Linked DNA regions of Zea mays: region 2 is linked to region 1. The links are chromatin contacts, called in public Hi-C maps. All regions are on one chromosome and are shown on one strand. The core of a region is the stretch at or near the end of the contact, and the rest is flanking DNA. Distances in the headings are between cores, read along the strand shown. Region 1 holds the start of LOC100273858. Region 2 holds the start of LOC103629626 (external alternative NAD(P)H-ubiquinone oxidoreductase B1, mitochondrial).

The links. A called contact is a pair of places that touch in the nucleus more often than the background predicts.
Region 2: a contact with region 1 is called in a Hi-C map of ear, with 4 times the contacts expected there. The contact joins the promoter of LOC103629626 here to the promoter of LOC100273858 in region 1. A contact is called at or near these places in 15 of 25 Hi-C or Micro-C datasets (bundle sheath, ear, endosperm and 5 more) and 2 of 3 datasets of contacts at active chromatin or transcription factors (leaf and seedling).

Annotation. Positions count from the first base shown.
Region 1 is chr6:98,963,053-98,966,418 of Zm-B73-REFERENCE-NAM-5.0, forward strand. It overlaps LOC100273858, which reads right to left and starts at 1,768. Exons shown (of 4, transcript NM_001148255.1): 1 at 1,630-1,768.
Region 2 is chr6:99,112,647-99,116,012 of Zm-B73-REFERENCE-NAM-5.0, forward strand. It overlaps LOC103629626 (external alternative NAD(P)H-ubiquinone oxidoreductase B1, mitochondrial), which reads left to right and starts at 1,863. Exons shown (of 9, transcript XR_004850222.1): 1 at 1,863-2,343; 2 at 2,659-2,923.

The DNA.
Region 1 (3,366 bases), core at 518-3,017:
TTGTGACATCTGCAATTGCAGTTTATTGCAGAACTAAGAAAGGATGGTTCCCTACTGGTTCTGCGTATAGGAAGGTATGTTTTATTGCATAATGTTCCATTTTACATTTAGAAGGCGCAAACTGCTACTTGAATTAGGACAATATATACTTTGTTTCTTGAGCATGCATCTCTTATTAGCCACAAGAATATGAGCTTTTACTTAGCTTATGGTGGCTTAGCTAGATATGTCATTGCTGAATTCGTTTAGTAGTCGAGACAATGTACATCATTTTTACTTGTTAAAGCTTGTTGGTCCACAATCATTGTGGCTTTCTTTGCCTAATTTTGCGGCCGCATTAAAATGTGTCCTATAAGGTGTAACGTATGGTTTAATTTATTCTCCTACTGCATAAAGTGTTTAGCGCCCGATAGGGCGCTTCCTTTTTCTAGTAAAGATTAAAGCCAGAACGACAGCCTTGGGGCTGCGCCATGTCTAGCCTCGTTGACCGCCCTCTCCCATGAAGTTCAATATCAAAGGCAAAAGCTAAGAATGCAATAATTCCTATGGTGTCATTTGATAGCTTGCTATGGAACAAGAAGCAAGAAAAGTACAATGAGCACAAGAAAGCCAAGAAAGACTCAGGTTACGTTGTGATTGTCACCATAAGATTATGATATGTGGGCTTACTGTAATGTGTGAACACTTGTTTGTATTTGATTCACCATCCTAAAATGAGGACTAAACTTTAGTCCCAGCAAATTTTATTTAAAAGACCTACTTTAGTTACCTGACTACATGAGATATGTATTACTGTAAGAATCTATGAACACTACGTGAGATATCAGCATGTGCCAACTGCCAACCCTTCATGTACGAATTTGTGGACGCAAAGGAAGTACATGAGAAATTTCGGTTACAATGTCACACACGCACACATATTGGAGCTTTCGGAACTGTAAACAGATTAGAGTTCCTCCATAATCTGCATTTTTCTTTCTTGTAATGGTGTACAGTTGGAACACAAGCATGAGAGTCTGCTAGGAGCAATAAGTCATTCTCCCAACCGATACCACCTGGTGTAAGGCTATCTCAAGCATATTTCCTATCTCATCCCCTATTTCAAACTTCTCTCTGCAAACAGTGTTAAACAACGTCATCTACAGACTACAGTTCCGCGTCCCCTATTTTACACACTCTACTGGAGAAATGTTTTCAGATCGGCTGATCGCCAGAGGGGCGATCAGCCGACAAATCACGATTAGTCGACGACCAGCCCGATTAACCGGGCTCTGATCGGTCAATCAGACATCCTGATCGTCCAGGGCTATAGGAACCGATCAACCTTCATATATATAACTACACGCCCATGGACATGGCTTCAGGTTCAGGCTTTCAACAAGGAAAACAGCCATACGTGATACGCCCATGGACATGGGCAGCAACAGGCCAACAGCCATACTACAACATGAAGCAAATAATCACTGGAAGGTTTCAGGCTTTCAGCATCCAAGTAAAACTGAAAACCAACAAACATGGACATGGGCAGCAACAGGCCAACAGCCATACGCCCATACCTACAGGCTACAGTACAACAGAGCACACCAGAAAACAGGGACAAGATCTGAATCTGGAGACTGGAGACCGTACCTGCAGGCCGGCTGCTGGCGCCGCCACGCCGGGGATGGAGGAGGGGCCGAGGAGGACGATGCCGCCGTATCCCCCGTCACCGGTAGCGCGCCGCCGTCACCTGTTCCGCTAGGGTTCCTCCCTCGGCAGCTGGTTGCCTGATTCGTGTCGTGTGTTCCTGGGCGTTGCTCTGTTGGCACTTGGTTTGGTTGTGCAGCTTATGCTCACGTGGTGGGAATTGGGAAAAAAGAAGCTGGACTGGGCCGCTGGGCAAGTGAAGTGGACCATTGGGCCGACATTTCAATCCAGCCAGCCAGGCTGATCGTTCCTAAATTAATCGGACGAGCAGGCCCTGATCGCGTCGTTACCCTTGATCGGCACTGGAGTTACGATCAGCCAATTAATCGTAACTAATCAGACATTCTAAAAACACTGTACTGTAGACAGTCAAAGATTCCATGCTTTTTCTTTTTTAAGCTAAACTTATACTCACAGGAAATGGTAGGTTTGCTTTGGAGGTATGGAGGTCTTTTATGATTAGTCCTATGGTGTACATTGTTTGACTTAGATTAATCATTTAAATGTATTTGGAACTCTAGATGTACATAAGCTCTAAGTTCTTGAAAGCGTGACATTTCCAGAGCCCAATGGTATATTGGTGCACCATGAATCTCTACAACTATTAAGACTCATCTGTAGACTGCCCCCGCTCTCCCCTGACTCCCGCGGACCCCGCGCGCACGCCTAACTACCCCGCCGAGGATCCCGCCGCCCGGCAAACAACCGCCGCCGAGGATCCCGACGCCCGCCCGCCCACCCCCACTCAGCCACGATTCCCAGCCGAGCATCCCGTCGCCCGCCCGCCCCCAGCCAGCCGGGATTTCGCGCCCAACGCCGCGATTCGCGGGCGCCAGCCGCAATTCCCCGCCGCCCGGCAACCAAACGCCGCCGAGGATCCCGCGCGCGCCCGCCCGCCCCCACCCAGCCACGATTCCCCGCCCAACGCGCGCGGGTCACGCGCACGTCGCGCCCGCCCGGCCGCCCGCCGCGATTGCGCGCGCGTGCCGCTCCCTACGCGCGCGGTTACCGCTCGCACATCCCACTGTCATGTCGCTCCCTACGCGCACGCCCGTCGAGCACGGCCCCGAGCTATCCGCCAACCAACGCCACGGAGCCGTCATCAATTAGTTCCCCTGCTCAAACCCCTTTTCAATCTCCTGCTCAATCCCGCACCACTTCATTCCCCCGCCCTGCCCCCTTAGATTCCCCGCCTCGCCACCTTCATTCCCACGTCAGTGTGCCGCTGGAGAAGAATGCAGTGTGCCGCTGGAGAGGAAGGCCGAATGTGAAGGAGCTTGCCCCAACACCGGATAGGAACGATATCTGCTACTGCTCAACCGTGCAGGCCTCGACCAAGGTATGCCATTATGATCGACTCTCCAATGAAGTATAATGCAGCAGTACCCAAATACCATTTATTATATGTTTGTTCATACTCAGTTTGCTAGGAGTCATATTTGAATTGTAGACCATGTATTGTTTTGTTTGATTCTGAGTACTTAAGTCTCATGTCAAATAAGTAGAACCACCAGAGGGTTAATGCCACAATCTTCTAATGCCTACTGCCCCATCCATGCAATAATTATTAACAAGTTGCTGCAGACACACCTTTTACTACTTGAATTTACCTGCTAATAAGACTGTTTGGTGAATTTACCAAGTTTCGGATAATACCTGCTACATCATCTGAAGACTGTA
Region 2 (3,366 bases), core at 613-3,112, 150 kb after region 1:
GACAGTCCGCACGAGGCGCCGGACAGTCCGGTGTAACAACCGTGCAACGACTACCTGCCACGTCGACCAAGGGCCAACAGTCATATGGCGCACCAGACCGTCCGATGCCCCACACCGGACCGTTCGGTGCCCCACAGAAAAGGAAACCAACCAATCAGGCGATTCTCTGTCGCGTCCTGTGCTTGTACTGTTCACTGTCCGGTGCGCCCACGGACAGAAGGCAAGAATTGCCTACCAAATGGAGCTCCAACGGCTCCTAACTGCCTTGGTGCTATAAAAGGGACCCATAGGCACATGGAGCAGACACCAAGCCTACATTGAATATCCTAAGACGCCTAGGCTCCGCAAGCACGCATCCGGATCATTGTGTTTGAGATTTGAGCACTTGTTGAGTTGTGAACTTGGTGCGCTGTGTTTGTGTGCTCGTTTCTTGACTTGTGTGCGTGTCACTGCTGTGACTCTAGCTCTTGCGTGTGTTTCTATTCCCTCTCTTACTCTTGTGGTTTTCATTGTGATCAATATTGTAAGGGTGAGAGGCTCCAACTTGTGGAGATTCCTCACAAAAGGAACATCTGCTATAAGGAAGAAAACCGTGGTATTCAAGTGGATCATTGGATCGCTTGAAAGGGGTTGAGTGCAACCCTCGTCCATTGGAACGCCACAACGTGGAAGAAGGCAAGTGTTCTACTTGGCCGAACCACGGGATAAAATCGTTGTGTCATTTGTTGTTATTCGTGTGCAATTCTCTCTGCTTCTACTCACTTGATAATTGTTCTAAGTTTAATACTCACCTTGTGAAGAGCAATTAAGTGAACAAGTCATCTCTTTCTCTCTAGACATAGCACCTTGGTTTTGATTCCACTAACATTTTATAAACCAAGTTTGTGTCATTTAGTGTTGATCCCCTCTAGGTGCTCTAAGGCGGCGGCAAGTGCGCCTGCGAGGTAGCAGTTCTGTAGCTCTGCCGGTAGTCGGTAGACCATATACGGTAGAGCTGTTTAAAAGGGGCCCTGGCCCGTATCACGGATGGGCCAATATATATGGTGGGCTTGATATGTATCGGCCCACGAGCGCAGGGCGGGGTCCGGCGGCAGGTTGGAGAAGACGCGAGGACCGAGGAAGCAGGCGTCGACTCGGGCGGCCTGGAGATCAGCGAGACGGGGCTCGGACCTCGGACTGGCAGGGGCAGTGCCTCCGCGACGGCGCGGGCCAAGGCGGCGAGCGGCGCCCCGACCCTAGTCGCCAGGCGCGCCGTCCGGACGAGAAAGGGCGGGAAGGTGAGAGTCATCCGTGCGGGGAAGGTGATGGTCGCGGCATTTATTTCACTGACTGAGTGAATGATAAAGTTATTATCGTTGTTGATCACAGTTCGTACTACCAAATGGTTAAGAAATTCTTGTAAAATTGCTGCAAGTGGGCCCTCAGTAAGAAACTCTTCTTATGCTGCAGGAAGTCGAATGTCTGACAGTTTAATCACTACATGCTATATAGTGTTATAATAATAATAAAGCCCCTTACTTTGTCATTATTTTCTATCCCTCGTCACTGCATCTAGGAGCTAACTTGTTTTTTGGCATCAAGATTATAATGGACCTATATCTAACGCAGTAGAATTCAAGTCATATTCAGAACTAGATCAAGCTGCAGAAAGTAAAATTCAAGATCGTCTCAATAGCAAAAAAGGCAGCGTGGGGGGCATGGAGGCTGAACGACTGAAGCATACGGCATGTCGCATCGCATGGTATATCTAAACAAGAAAAAGGGGGAAAGAAGCGATAGCGATAGGCCATGTGGACGTGTCACATGCTGGTCAGGTGGAAGTCAATTAGGTCATGTAAAGAAATGCAGAATGGCCATGACTCATCAGAGGGAGATGGGAAATTGCCGACCGGTGTATAATACGAAGTCTTGGACGTGGATGAGATCTGGAACTTTTTTATTCCTGCATTGCCTCAAATCTGGGGTAATTTTCCTTTTATTTTTATTTTTTTCTGGTAGGAGTACCTGGGAGTCTGGGACAGGTCAGAGGCAGCTGCTGCTGCGGATGGACACGCGACACATCCGCAGCGGCTAGCCAATGAGCGGCGACCAAGGGAGCAGGTAGTAGGCCGTGTTCTAGGCTGGCCTTTTCCATCGCTTTTCTCGCCGGTATTATTAGCGCGGATCGTTCATCGTTCGGGATTGGGGTTCTGACTCGGAACCTGATCAGTGAGTGTGGTCTTCTGAAAGCGAGCAAAGGAGGATGGGGTTCTCCTTCTTCACCTCCCGAGCCGGTGCTCGACTGCTGGACGGGATCGCGCGCCCCGGCTTCTCCACCGCCGCGCTTCTGCTCACAGCGGCCAGGTGCGAGTGCTTCCTCCGTCGCTTTCCACCAGAAACCCCCCGATTTTGCTCTCTCTCTCTCTTTTTGGAGGAGGGCGGTTGTCGCGTGATTTACTGCTCCTTTTTCTGTTCACCCATCTGTTTCTTCCCGTCCCTTTGATTTGCTCTCCTGTTCGACCATCGTCGTCAACTGTGAAGGCCATAGGATCATGTTTCTTGGGATCCATCTACTGTGTTTGGATAGGGAAAAATTCATACCTTCGGTTTGGTTCCAGTATTTCACTTTGCATATTTGGGCTGCATTTGCGAGCTGAAAGATTCGCTACCGCTCTGCAGTGGCGGAGGCCTTGTGGCGTACGCGGATTCCGCTGCAGAGAGCGCGCCGGACCCATCTCAGGATGCTCCCAGGAAGAAGGTGGTGGTTCTTGGGACTGGCTGGGCTGGGACGTCGTTCCTCAAGAACCTCGACTGCTCCAGGTATGAAGTGAAGGTCATATCGCCCCGGAACTACTTCGCGTTCACTCCTCTGCTTCCGAGTGTCACGTGTGGGACTGTCGAGCCGCGCAGCATTATTGAACCGGTACGGAGGATGTTTGAGAAGGTACTTCTTTTTTTGCCAATTGATTATGTGCTACTGTGTGCTCAATGCAATTTGGTGTGGTGTTTTGTTTATTCTCGTTGGAATGTTAGCATAAATAATGCTATTAGGTGTTGTGCTTGTATCGGTAGAATCAGCTCTAGGCCCCTGTTCCACCGCATGTATTCACATACTTGCCTCATCTTGTATTGCAATTTGCACTGAACACTTAGAGGTGTCTTGCTAACTTTATTGAATACGCAGTTATTTCTCTCTTTCTACATTTCCCAAATGGTTAGCGTGATCATAGATCGCACACCCTGTCTTCTGTTCCACAGTTCCCCATCTCAATGAACCATTGTCCCAAGTCTTCCATCTGGCTCCAATTAGACAGCGCCAAAGCTGGTGCCTCAATCCATGAAGCCACTTTTCCCCATATTATCCTAGAGAAGCAGTATTCCTGGGAT